2 separate regions of the Mus musculus genome follow, and region 2 is linked to region 1. The links are chromatin contacts, called in public Hi-C maps. All regions are on one chromosome and are shown on one strand. Each heading gives the region's core, a stretch centred on a gene start, on an enhancer-like site or on the middle of the called end of the contact. The rest is flanking DNA. Distances are from core to core; before and after follow the strand shown. Region 1 holds the start of Fancb (Fanconi anemia, complementation group B). Region 2 has its middle 96 kb from the start of Fancb.

Evidence for each region. A called contact is a pair of places that touch in the nucleus more often than the background predicts.
Region 2: a Hi-C map of epidermal suprabasal cells shows a contact between it and region 1, with 2.3 times the contacts expected there. The contact joins the enhancer-like site here to the promoter of Fancb in region 1. A contact is called at or near these places in 1 of 39 promoter capture datasets (liver), 2 of 484 Hi-C or Micro-C datasets (epidermal suprabasal cells and nephron progenitors) and 2 of 9 other capture datasets (adipose tissue and pancreatic islet).

Annotation. Positions count from the first base shown.
Region 1 is chrX:164,976,746-164,983,897 of GRCm38.p6, reverse strand. Fancb (Fanconi anemia, complementation group B) reads right to left here and starts at 3,306. Exons shown (of 9, transcript NM_001146081.1): 1 at 3,088-3,306; 2 at 445-1,461. The coding sequence starts at 1,374. It overlaps Mospd2 (motile sperm domain containing 2), which reads left to right and starts at 3,523. Exons shown (of 15, transcript NM_029730.4): 1 at 3,523-3,683; 2 at 3,835-3,904. The coding sequence starts at 3,675.
Region 2 is chrX:165,072,532-165,079,683 of GRCm38.p6, reverse strand. It overlaps the pseudogene Gm6730. Among named protein-coding and RNA genes, the nearest start is that of Fancb, 96 kb to the right of the region's middle. Within about 2 kb of position 3,178, at least 2 of the 459 cell types and tissues checked have an H3K27ac peak or open chromatin away from gene starts, as enhancers often do. A contact at or near this core is called in epidermal suprabasal cells, where this site is marked.

The DNA.
Region 1 (7,152 bases), core at 2,057-4,556:
ACAAAACAAAACAAAATGGGCTGGAGAGATGGCTCAGTGGTTAAGAGCACTGACTGCTTTTCCAGAGGTCCTGAGTTCAATTCCACATGGTGGCTCACAACCTTCGATAATGGGATCTGATACCCTCTTCTAGTGTGTCTAAAGACAGCTACAATGTACTCCTACACATTGAAAAACAATGAAAAACATAAAAAGAAGAATCATCTACAAAGACTAATGATTAAAAACTGACTAACAAAATGGAAATGCTTAGAAAGTCTAGAAACCATTGAGCATGATGGTAGCACAAAGCTGTAAACCTAAGACTCAGGAGGCCAAGAATGCGGACTGGAAAATTTACAGATCCAGTTGTTTCAAACAAAACAAAACCAAAATGAAGCAAAATATAAGAAAAGCCCAAGATTACAAACAGAACTACTAGAAGAGTGATATTAAGCCCCGTACCTTAAATTTCTTTTCTGAAACAGCACAAGCCTTGGACGGGAATGACACGATGAAAAATCGGTTTCTTTTCCCTGCATCTAGAATCTGAACTGAACGGGGACCTGGAAATGGAAGCTGACATGCTCTTACAGGAATGCCATTTTGAAACAAAATGAGCTGATTCTTTCGAGTCAGGGCAATCAGAGATGTTCTTAACTGGTGGTCAACCATCTCCGCCGCCCAGACATGCACGTGTGTTACCATAGTACTGTAAGCAAGAGGGATCAGGTAACCATTGCTTAACATTTCTTGACTTTTAAGAGCATATGCGCAAAGGCTGGAATTGGAAAATTCATAGTCTGATTCTGAAAGCTTCTGGGTACATTTATCCTCAGATGGTTCTGCTAGCCCCAAGAAACCTAGGCCAAAGTTTTCAATCTCACCGATCCACTCAATAGAGGAAAGCATAAGTGATATAGTAGTAACTTTCCCAATTGCAGAAGAGATATAGAAGAACTGGTTGAGATACTGCCAGAAAACTATAGGGCCGTCAAAGATCTTTGTGTTCTCATCCAATGCATGGTTTAGTTCAAAACTCAAAAGTCTCTCCACTCTGTTGAGATTGTGAAGAAGCAGGATACAATATTTGAAAGCTTCACTATTGTACTTTCTACATTGTATCAAAACGCAAGGAAGGTTAATTCTAGTTCTCAAATCGGACACACAGTTACAACACAGAATTTTTAAATGAGAATCTTTTTCGTTGATGTTTAAAAAAACAGTGGATATCAGAAGGAATGTACTAGTTTCTCTGTCAAACATCATCCTTTTGACACCTAAGACCAGTGGATCTGTAGGCATTTCTAAATCTGCACGCTCTCCTCTGGACAACTGAAAGACAAGGATTTCCCCATGATAGCACAAGAACTTTGCTTGCTCATTAAATGGCATTGCTTGTTTGCCGGCCACTCTAATGCATCAAGTCTCTGTGTTGATCCAGTTCCAACTGCAAATGGATTCCAGTTGAGGCCTTTAATCCTAAAGAAAAAAAAAAGAGAGAGAGAGAGAGACTGAAGAGAACAGATACAGAACAAAACAAATGTTGTTAGAAACTTATTTATCACAAGCTAGCTAATAGATCTTAGATGTTCTCTTTAAAGTACCTTCTGTCAGAGAACTGGGGAAAAGTGCTTAGCTGTGAATGCCTGAACAAGTGGGAGGAGCAGAGTTCACTAGGGAAAAAAACAAACAAACAAACAAACAAACAAACGAAAAAAGAAAACAACCCTGATACAGTGATGTGCCCTGCAATCAGTGCATTCCTTTCTTGAGATGGGAGACCCTCCTGAAAGCCCACAGGAATTATAAAGCTGCAATATGCAAAGCAGCAGCAGAAACTAGAAAGACTGCCTCAGCAGAGTAGAAGGTAAGAACAACTCCAGAAAACTATCCTGTGACATTCATCTGTGTACCACGCCCGCGAGAGCACGCACACACACACTCGAGCACCCCCCACACACACACATGGGTATAATGAACAAGTAATTTATGAAACAGATGACTACAGATTTTAACCCAGCAATGAACTGAACTGTGTTTCTTTGGCAACTGCATTTCCAACCTGACCCCATATGAAACAATACTACAACCGGGAAATATATACTGCACTCCTATTTGCAACATAAAAATTAAGAACTTGAATGATTACCATTAAGAAAATAAACAGATGGAATATCACACTACAGTTAAAAGGAATGTAATCCTTACCATGATGGTTGACTTTTAGTAAAGAATATGGGTATCAAAGTAGGGAAGTGGGAGTCTAGGGGAGCTCGGAGTTACTCAAATATTTTTATGAAAGTTTTCAAACAAACTTTAAACAATGTGTTCAAATTTTCCCATAAAAACAAATATTGAAAACGCTTTGGGAAAAGATGTTAACTGCCTTTTTAAGGTCAACCAGCTACAGACTAGGTAAAACGTGGGTTGTCCTTTTTGGCAGAGGGGCAGGGCTGCTGAGGCTGGAACTTGAGGTCTCCAGCATGTGCTGGACCTGTGATCGACATCCCCAGTGCCTGGGAAAACGTTTTCTCTAATTGCCAGTACAAGTAGTCTTCAGTGTTGGTCAGTTTTTAAGAAAGGCAGCATTGTTATGTTCAACTAAGCCACCAAAGCTAATAGTTTGTTGTAGTACTTTATAAATCTAAGCTTTCACCAGTCTCGGCAATGTTTGCATTTCACCCTGGATAAGTATTGCGACCTGTCCTGCAAGCTTGGCAGCATCGTTGGCTTCTCCCCATTAGAAATCAGCTACACTCCCATTCTAGAGCGGTGACACCCACAAATGTCACTTACATGGCAGGAACAAGAGTCTACCCCCACCTCGTTAAGAACAAGTAACTCAAAATAACATCTTTCCTTTTAACTTTCTATAACCACTTAACTCAGAGTTCAAAGACGGTTGCCTTGTGAGCGTCTCCCAGTCCACAACTGTGGTGGTTATACCTGTAACCAGGATCAGAGAGACTGACACAGAAAACTCATGTCTGAGAAGGGAGGCCAACCTAGGCTACAGACCAAGTTGCCAGCACTATAAAGCCAGACACCACAGCCAAAAGAAAAGAACCTTAACAGAAATAATCGCCGAATATAGCGAATACTCACAATGCAAGTTATCTGCGAGCGGTCAGGAGAAAACCAAACCAAACCAAAACCAGTTCTCCAAGGCTGCCAAATTGCCACGTTCCAGTTGCACCAAAGGACTCCAAACCTCCCGCCCGCGCATTGCACGCTGGGACAACCGGCCCAATAGTTGCCTGAACAACTCAGGCGGCAAAGCCTGCAGGAGGTGGTAGCCAGAGGGGACCTGGGAGGGGCGGAGCCTCCGAGGGCTGGAAGCAAATGGCCAGCTGAGCTGTAGGGGCTGAGCTTCAGGGAAAAGCATCAGAGTGCTCCAGGCTACTTGGGGCGGGACACCGGTGCCAGGAGGTCGTCGGAAGGCGGGGTTTCTCCTTTAGAGAAGCAAGTGGGAGCCCAGCAGAGCACTTATTCCCGCCTCTACCCCGGACAACACTATGGGATTGGACAGTGTGGAGGCACTTCCTTCTACGTTCCGGTGTCACGCGACCCCCTCCCCCCCTCCCTCCCTTCTTGATCTACCTTTGGGCTGGGCTGGCTGGTGATGAGACACTTGGCTGCAGGCTGTGGAAGGAGCGACGGGTACAACCACAATAGGTTCCGCGACTGTGACCATGGCCGAGGTGAGCAGCACCTCATCGCTGCCTGGGCCGTGAGCCTGGAAGACAGCTTCCAGGCCCAGGGCCCGTGCGCTCCGGTGCAGGTGAGCTGTGTTGGGAGTGATCTGGGTAAGGACCGAGAGCATCTTAAGGTTTTGTTGTGTCTCCTATCCAGAATAACGCTCAGAATAAAGCCAAGCTAATCTCAGAGACCCGGCGGAGATTCGAAGCTGAGTATGTGACAGGTAAGCATGCTTTCTGTGACTTAAAGTGGGGTGTGCAGTGAGCATATCCAACTTTTACTGGTGTGTTTGTGGGTGTTTTGACGGGAGATGTTAAGAGACCTTTCCAACCTTCACTGGAAAGATGCTGTACATGTTTCAAAGGTTTTGCCATACTGTGTGCGCTGCTTTACTTGGGCAGATGGTGGGCTTCCTTTAAACGGTTAGTGAAAGTTAGAAATCAAAATGCCTAGCATCTCCTTATATCCATGGGCCTCACAGGCTATGAACATATTGGCCAATGACATAGGTGACACTGTTCAGTTCATGGCTCCTTCGCTGGCCTTTCACCAGAAAACGAACCTGGAAACTGCCATTGTACTGTTGCCATATAGTTTGTACATAATTTGGTAATCCAGTTCCTTTTATTTTGCTTAATTCCGCTTCTTAAAACCAAAAGTGCTACGCACAAGTTCTCGCTCCACACTGTACTTAAAAGTTTCTGTAAGTGCAGAACTGGTTTATTGGTTGAATAATCTGGTCACTGTCATAGAATCTTGTCAAGTACTTAATCTGCTGACTTAGTGCTTGTACATTGTTTTTAAACATTTGGAATAAGTTGCCTTGATTGATACTAATGTAGCCCCCTTCCACAAAATAGCTTACTTCCATGTTCCGAGTTCCTGTTTCCATATCTATGAAATGCAAGTAAGGTTAAGAATTAAGTGAAGAAACGTGTATCAGACCATCAAGTGTGGAACTAAATCCAGTAGGTGGTCAATTTAGATTTTGCCTCAGTCATTGGTTACCATGGAAAGAACTAAACTGTTGTATTTTGATTGTAGTGCTTGGCAGAAGAGTCATACACCTTTATACTGTTCTGTGCTATATATCAGTTCATGACCTAGAACAAATAACTAAGTCCATTCCAAGTAGCCTGGCCCGTAAATCTTTTCATGCCTCCTGGCCAATTTTCTTCATGTACCAAACTTTGTACCAGAGAGTTGCAAAAGCACTCTATTAACTTTTAGCACAGAGATCTTATTCATGTCTATTATCATCTCTGGTTACAGTAAAGAAGTACTTCTAAAATAACTTTCTATAGGAGTATACTTCATCGCTATGTGGTTTATAGTAAGTTGAGATATAACTCATAACTAATGAATTGGCCATTCTACAATCATCATTTACTTATGCTCAAGGAAACAAGCAGAAAATAGATGAATTATGCAATCTCCAAGGTCTTAAAAGGTCACCGTGATGCCACTGTCTCATCTTTAAATGAGGGAAGTGATGTGTAGTACGATTAAGCAATTTGCTCAGAATCTCGGGTGTTAGAGTCTTAGCTTGGCTTGCTATTCAAGCCTTTTGGATTTCAACTTTAGTAATCTTTCAGCAACGTTGTGATGTCAAATTAGATCATGTCATTCCCCAGCTTGAAACCCTTCACTGTCTTCCCACTGTATGTATTTAGAATAAAGTCCCCATTCTTCTCAGTGGCCTACAATTGGGAAGCCATATGTTTTATAGCTCCTAGCTACCTGCTACTTCCTTTCCTGTTATTTCTCTCTTTGCTTAGTACAGATTTGACCACTCCCTGCATTAAGGAAGATACAAATAGTAACCCAGTACACACACACACACACAAAACCAAACTTGAATACTTAGTCTAAAACAATGTAGCTGATGTATTTTCTATTTGACTTCCTTTAAAAAAAATGCAGTGACCTACAAAGTTGACATCACAATCCAAACCATGACCCACAGTTTGAAAAATATAAACACACTAAACACACTGCCTCATTTGTGTGCTTCAAGCAGAATGAGTTTGTTTGTATCTTGGGACATTTCCATTTCTCTTCCTCTGGGATGCTTTTCCCCAGTTAGTATGTAAGGCTAGGTCTTTTTTTTTTTTTTTCCCTTTTGTCTTTTTAGAATTTAAATGTATCTGTGAGGCTTTTAAATGTATCTGTCAGGCCTTCACTGGTTATTAAGTAGCTTCCTGCCCTGCTTACTTTCCATCCTAGCCTGTAATTGTCTGATTTGTTTATTGTTCATTCCCTCCAGTAGCTAATGGATGGGTTGGGTTAGTAGCAGCTATAGAAGTTGGAGGCAGAAGCCTTTTATTCATCTTACTCCTCAGTACCTTGCACAGTGCTCAGTACCTACTCTTTAAGTGCATATAGCACTACTTTAAGATATGCATTAGAAAACCATTGGAAGAATTGACATTTTAAACCAAGAACTATCTAACCAGCTCCCCTTACCTACCAAAAGCCTGGCAAACAAAACAAAGACAAAAACAAAAACAAGAAAACAGCCTTCATCATATATATTATAAAGACAAGCTTCCTTTCCCCCAGAATCAGGCACTGTGTATGGTATTAAGTATTGGGGTGGTTTTACCCTTAAATATACACAATGAGGTATAGGTGAACTGGTGTGTGAGTTTTCTCCACAGAAGTTGTAACTGTTAAACACTTCTGTTAGTAAGGAAAGCAGAAACCGTGAAAGGCCTTCCTCACCTGAAAGTTGCACTTGTATTCTGAAATACGATAAGGCTCTTTAGTTCATATGCATTCTCCCTTCTAAGTTTGGCTTATAGAAATTAAGTTTGGTAAAGCTGATGGGGTTCATTTGCGCATGTAATCCTAGAATTGAAGAGGCTGAAGGAGGAGGACATTTAAGTTCCAAAGTAACATGGTCTGTTATGGTGACTTCCGGGTAGGCACGAACTAAAAGGGAAATCCTGATTAAAACATATAAATATATAAACATATAAATAGACAAATAGATAGATAAAATAAGAAAAAGTAACTTTGTATTTAGAACATTCACTTGCTTTGCAGTCTCTATTTTCATTAGTAATATTTTGTTTCATAAAAGGTTTAAAGCAAACAAACCATAATGATGTTTTTCCTAAATAAAACTATTTATTTTCCCCAAGGACTTTCCTTTCAGACATTCAGTTGAAAACAGGTTCTTGGGAATCCCAAGCTCATTTATTTTTCATGCCTTCAGAAAATATTACCAAATATGGATAGATTTTTTTGAGCAGACAAAAAAGAAGAAAATACAGGTTCATAATTAATTTTCTCCTTCATTGTTACTGTGAGAAATTCCATGCTGAGTCTCAAATGAGAAACATGTTTTATTCTTTTTACTTTCTCTTTGTGACAATAATTTATTCAGTCCTGAAAGTACTCATTATCTGCTTAATTCTATAAAGCAGTTTGTCAGTATTAGAGAAAGTGGAATGATAGAGCCATTTT
Region 2 (7,152 bases), core at 1,929-4,428, 96 kb before region 1:
CCTCCTCCTAACACATATAGAGTAAGAAAGGATCAATTACTTGAAAAGGGGACAGCAGACAAAATTTGCAAAACAGTAATGTGTCTATAAACTAGCTGTCCAAAAAATAAAATAATGTTCAATAACTAGGGAATACCAGTATATGATAGATAATAAGTCAGCATTAAATTTTTGATTATGTTTGATAAGGTTAATAAGATCTCAATAAATGCCAATATATTGTGTCTGTAACTAGGTAAACAAACTGCAAAGTCATATTAGAAAATAGATAGGAATAAATCAGCAAAGCCTGGAAAGAAGTAAGAGCAACCAAGAATGACAAGTGTATTGAAATATATTGACAATGGCACCATACTTTGGAAACATGGAACTGGTACATGACCAGAAGTAACATTTAATGGAACAGTCTCAAGGTATGGTGGACAAACACACATGACAATTTAGCACATTGCAGAATCAGCATCTGAAGCCTGTTGGGTGAAGCTGAGCCTGTTTAAAATGGCACAGAGACAACTGGGTAAAAACCTGAGATTGGGTCTGTACTTCACAGTGTGCATCAAAATCCAAATAGACAAATGATTTAAAACTCTGAATTCTTATGTTGTTTGTTTTCAGTAGTCCTGACCATAATTTCCGTCCTCAAATTCTCCCAGTCCGCATGCCCAACAACCTTCCTTCTTCCCCAGGTGCACATTTCCTCCACTACCCTTCAGAAAAGAACAGGTCTCCCCCAGGGTATCAGCCAAACACAACATATCAAGATGTAATTAAAACTAGACACAATCCCTCATCTCAATGTTGGACAAGGCCACCCAGTAGGAAAAAAAGGGTCCTGGGAGCAGGTAAAAGACAGAGACAACCTCCATTCCCCACTATTAGGAATCCCACAAGAGCATCAAGATACACAACCATAACATATATGCAGACAACCTAGTTCAGACCTATGCAGGCTTTCTGATTTTTGCTTCAGTCGCTGAATCCCTATGAGCCTGCTTAGTTGATTCTGGGGACCATGTTCTCCTGGTGTTCTTGACTGCTCTGGCTCCTTACTCTCTTTGTGGGGTTCCCCAAGCTCCATGAGGAGAGACTTGATGGAGATCTCCTATTTGGGCTCTCTTTCAATCTAATGCTTGGCTGTGAGTCTTTGCATCTGCTCCCATAAGCTACCTTCAGAAGTGTCTGTGATGACAATTGTTTTAAGGACCTATCCATGTTTTTGTTTTTGTTTTTTTCCTATCCTAGATCTCTGGGCTATCTATCCTCCAGTTCCTGGTGAACCAGGCAGTGTCAAACATGGGCTCCCTCTGGTGGCACGGGCCTCAAATTAGACCAGTCATTGGTTAGCCATTCCCACAAAAAAAAAAAAACTTGAACTGAAGGGGATGGCTACCCCCAAAGGAAGACCAATAATGTCAAGTTACCTGGACCCCTGGGAGTTCTCAGAGACTAAGCCTCCAACCGGAGAGTATATACACAGGCTGGTCTGAGATCCCTGCCCCTGGCACTTATGTAGCAGAAGGTTGCCTTGTCTGGCCTCAGTGGGAGAGAATGTGCCTAATCCTGTAGAGACATGATGCCCCAGGATGAAAGGATATGGAGGGAACACCTGCTCAGAGGTGAAGGGGAGGGGAACGGGGTGAAGAACTCTGGGAGGGGGTACAAGAAGAGCAACATTTGAGATGTAAATAAATAACATAATTAATTTTTAAAATGTCATAGAAGCTAGTCTGACAAACCTGTAGCTCATGGGAAAAAGTGTCATAGAAGACAGAGAGAACATGAAGATTCAGGCTTATAAAAATATCATTCATTGGGGGGGGGCTGAGGCAAAAGATCTGATAGAAGTTTGAAGTCAACCTGGACCATAATTCTGAATTCTAGACCAGCCTGTGTTACAGTATAAGACCTCTCAAAGTAATAGATAGATAGATAGATAGATAGATAGATAGATAGATAGATATAGATATAGATATAGAGGGAAAAATAGATAAATGGCTTTATTTCCTGTGGGGAGAGATAACTTTCCATGTTATGGGGAAGAAAAATACAAATGTTCTAACATATATTTTTCACACTCTAAGTGCCATATTCAGAAATCATTTATCATCTCTCCATTTGATAGGTAACTAAGAACATTCTGCTTTAGGCTCTTCTTGCTATTTCCATTCTCTTACTGCATTCCTCTAACCCAGTCCTTCCATTTGGATGCCACAATTCTTTTTCTGTTTTATGTCAGGAGAGTCACTCACTTACTTACCAGCTGTTCCCCTCCTGTGTATGGCAGTCTCCTCTGGTATATGTTTTCTCTTTTCACACTTTCAGCTATACATGGCCAACTGGGAATCAATTTTTTAATGGAGAAATTCAAAAATAAATAAGTCATAATGTTTAGGTTGCCTTTTCTTCCAAGTAGTGTGATGACATCTAGCACTGTCTAACTCCATTCCAGCGTGTACACTCCTCCTCCCCTTATATGCTAGCCACATATTAGTCACTTGGAATCCTTGGCTATGAAATTAACTGCTGAAGAGACACCTTCCTTGTTTTCAAGTAACTCTTTTACTTGATAGTGACCCCAAAGCACAGGAATAGAGATGTTAAGAACTTGGATATGCTAAAAAGAAAAAAAAAAGTCTTCCTTTAACTAAGGAGGTAATATAAGCTCCCAACTAAATAGAGAAAGAAGAAAGATACATAATAAGGTTGGTAAGGGTTATGATGAGAATTAATCTTTAACCCAGGAGATTATGGGAAAGAGGAAGGAAAATTAATGTGGGTTTAGCTATTACATCTCAAACTCCAAATGTTATCAATGGTGTGTTACAAGTGCTTAATCAACAAAGAGAAGACATTACATCTGTGTAGATGTGTGTAAGAAAAGTACAGTACACATAAAATTCAGTACAATCCAAAGTATAAGTCATTCACTGGGAGTTGACTTGCAGATTTTCCTATAACCAATCTTTCCCCTGCCCTCATTACTATATCTTTCCAATCAATCAATGTTTCATCAGATCTTGTGGGACATGAATCATAACTAGTTAAATCAAAGGACAATGTTGCAAACATTTTGGTTTGCTGGGAAGTAGCAAAGAAAGGAGACTGCTTGATGGGACAGAAGAGGACCTGGGTTGTAGCCAAATCTCAAGATCAGAAAATTACTTTTCATAACATACTAGAGTCTCAGCTTGAATTTATTCTGGGTCACCAAGGAGAAAAACCTGTCTGGTCAGGTCTGTGGGCCCTGGTGAATGGCTCTGCCAATGTTTGATTTTTGTCTGTAAAATTGCATAATCTATTGAGAAAGAACAAAAAAAAATGATTTCTGTAATCTAAGTTTGATCTAGTCCCCCAATTAAAATGATTGGAGAGTTGGCTTATTTTGACAACTGTCTGGGGTCAGTACAGAAGAGCACCCACTACTGTACAAAGGCCTGTACCTTATAGAAGAACCCTGTTCATAGTCCTAGAATCTCCAAAAGGCATTAGACCATAATCAGATACTATAAAGAGAATGACAGAAAAAAAGAAAGACTATTGATATTAAAAGATGTCTCCAAAGAAAAACAAGAAGTGCAATGGATATGTCATCAGCACCCACAAATCTTACTGAGAGAAGTCAGAGCCTGAGCCAAGTAGGTCTAATGAGGAGTATCAGGACATGAATAAAACTGGATAGTAGAGCTTGGTGTGGCAGCATATGCTTACAATCTCTGTTACTTATATGAGGGACGGATCTAGAATTCAAGCCTTGCCTGGTCAACATAGTAAATTCCAGAACCCTATGGTCTATCCAGTGAGATCTAATCTCAAAAATATAATAGAAAAGATTTGTCAACAGACATACTGTATATGTCTTCATCGGGCTTCAAAGTCACTAATATGGGGTTTGAGGGAGCAAAAAGAAATTCCTTGGAATTTGAGAAATGGTAGAAATGAAGAGGTTTCATCTGACAAGCTACACTTCAACTTGAATGTAGTATTTTTTTTTTTCCAGAGTGCTCTTTGGTTCATCAGGAATGATAAAGCAAGTAATTCCGACTGATTTGGGTCGGAATACATAGAGCAAAGGCTTACCTGCTTCAGGTTTTCAAAACAAAACAAAACAAAACAAAACAAAACAAAAAAAAAAAAGAAAACCAAAAGTCCTCCTAAAAACCTAGCCAGCATAGTTAGAATGACTGCTGGGAGGAAAGCACTGGGCCAACTGAAACCCCGGCCCTGTCAAAAATGAACAATGAGACTGGGAACTTGTGTCTCAAACTCTCTGCACCTTTTTCCCTCATTTGAGAAACAAGGAAAATGCACCAAGTCAGTAATTTTCAAATACGATTGTCCCCTTCTAAGATTCCCAGTGGATGTTTGAAATTTCAAGTGATACAAAAACCTCATCTGTACCAGTTTTCTTATGCATACATGCGTATGATAAAGTGTAAAACATAAATTAAATGGGTTAAAAAGTTAATAACAAAATTGTTAATAAATGGAACAAGTATAAACCTTAATAAAATATATTTAAATGTGATCTCTTTCTTAAAACGCCTTCATTTGGCAGCACATATTTTATTTATCTAGCTTCCTGCATCCTTTTAACATTCTCAACTTTGGAAACTAATAAAAATATGTAAACAAATTAGCAAAACAAAATATTCTATTTATGACCTAGAGATGACAGGAACTGTTAGATACAAAATAGTAGCAGATCTTTGCCTATTTATGTCTATCTCACCCCTCCCAACCTCTAGCTGACACTTCTCTTGCCCTTTCTTGGTTATTCTAACCCCTGTGTAATAAAGACTTAAAGTACCAATCTCAGGATTTCGAAAATTAAGAGAAGACCCAGCACTAAGTAAACAACGCTCTCAGAAACATTCCAGCTCCAATAGTTCTTTTCCCATTGGCAGAGGTCTTGGCTGAACAACCAATGATTCTAAAAATCAACAGCTGGGTCTAAAGACCAAGGAAGGGCCTGAATACAATATGGGAGCTTAAAGACATTATTAGCTACTTCCACCCTATAGATTTGCAAGGCCCCTAAACTCTTATGCTCTGTGGATGACTCCTTTGTACTCCCATCTTGACTGAGACCTCTCAATTCTTCTTGATACACTTGGAATAGCAGAGGCCAAAGAGTGAGTGACCAGTCCCAGGAACATATATTGCAAAGTTGGTGCCATTTACTCTTGGAGAAGTAAGGTGAAGCCTAGTATATGAATGGAAGGTGGAAAATGAAGAGTATTCCTGGATATCAGTAGCAGTAGTGATCAGTCTTAAAGAGGCCATCACAACCATGCTGATGTTCTGGGCTTGCTATTCAGTCTACTTAATTAGCTTCATATTCAGCCTGCCTAGGTGGACTTTAATCATAGCCTTCTTGAACTTCGTATGCATGAAGTGAGCCCCAACAAGTTATTTGAATAGTTCCTGAGCTCAATCTGTACCTAAACCATAACTTAGTGTGACCACAAAGCAGGTTAACCACCCAGCCCTCATCCAGCTGGATGATGTAGTGTCTATTCTTCAGCCAGTAGTGGTCTATCTGTGGCTTAAGAGTCAACCTAGCCACAGTGTCCTCGTTGAGTCACTTCATATCAATTTACAAATCCCAATGTCCAATTTTTTACACAGTGGCATCATGCTTTATTTGTACAACGTGATGGACAAAGCCTGGTCTACATAATTCCAAGGATTGCTTGGACTACACAGTGAGACCATGACTCAAATACAAAAACAAAATCAAACAAAAAAAGCTGGCCAAGGATGACATCAACACAGCCTAGGGTGGAGACAAAGATGTTTCTTTCATTACAAGCTTCATTCTTGGTGGTCACATAATAGCCCTCCAGGGAAGCCCCCTATCTGCTGTGCATTGACAGGGTCAATATCATTAATGATGACTTGAGCCTCAAAGCCTTCTAGGACTTGAGCATAGCCCTTTTCTACATTGCTGTAGCCTGATACCATTAACATCTTGCCTCTAATTAACACAGCTTGATGTCATCTATGAGGGACTCTAGGCATCCAGAGAGGTTGGGAAATTTGTTTTTGATGACCTATTCATTGACATTGATGGCAGACACAATCAATATTCCATTGACCATCATCTGGTAGAGTTGTGGACCCTAATTGTTGTCTTCTCAGAGATACCATGGATGCTTAACAAAAACTTTGGTACCTTAGTAAGGTCACCACCATCATCCAAAATTATATTGAGGATTCTATCCTTGAAAGTATAGTATCTGCTCATTGTACCACAGGTGCTCTCCATCAATTCATTCTTCTAGGCATTCATTAGAGTGTCAGTATTGGCTATAATTATCTTGAGTAGAGAAGATGTTGCATTTGGACCACAACAACTCAGAACTCAGGGCCACTAGAGTCTCAGTGAGGACAATAGATTTCACAATCACATGCAGACAACTAATAATGCAGCAGTGGCTTGGATATCAAGTACATCTCCCTTATGCACATCTAATTTGGCATGCTATTCTTGGCAACATCCACAACCTTTCCTCCCAAGAATTCAGAATGATCTCTGTTGATTTTTTTAGAGGAGTTTATCAGGCATGCTTGGCAGTGCTCCTATCTGAGTAATCAATTCAGGAGAAGGGAGCTGGGCGATGTGGGACAGGCAGACTCTACAAATATACTCTAAAACTCAACAATTATCAACATATATTTTCATTTTCCTTATTAAATCAGGAATTTTCTTATCCTTTCATTTATATGAAGGCCTTTATAGCTTCTTTTGACATTATCAGGATTGCTATTATAACTACACTTTTGCTTCTGGGATATAATTAAGTAAAATAAATCTTACCTGAACATAAGCACTGCGATTCCATGACAGCTGACCTAATAGCCATGACTAATGGGAAAGTAGATTATAGGCATGAATATGCTGGGCAAAGGAATGATATATTCCCTTCATGGGAAAGTGCTAGACTTTCTTCACGTTGTTCAGAATTGTATGGGATTTAAAACATGAACTGTTTCTGAGATTTTTTTCCATTTATTATTTTTAGACCATAGTTAGCAATGAAAAATTGAAATTCCAGAAAGGAAACTTTAAGGAAAGGCAAACTACTGTAGCATTACATGGAATACTCCACTTCGTGTAGTACCTAAGCTGAGATTGCAGCTTTGCCCCTG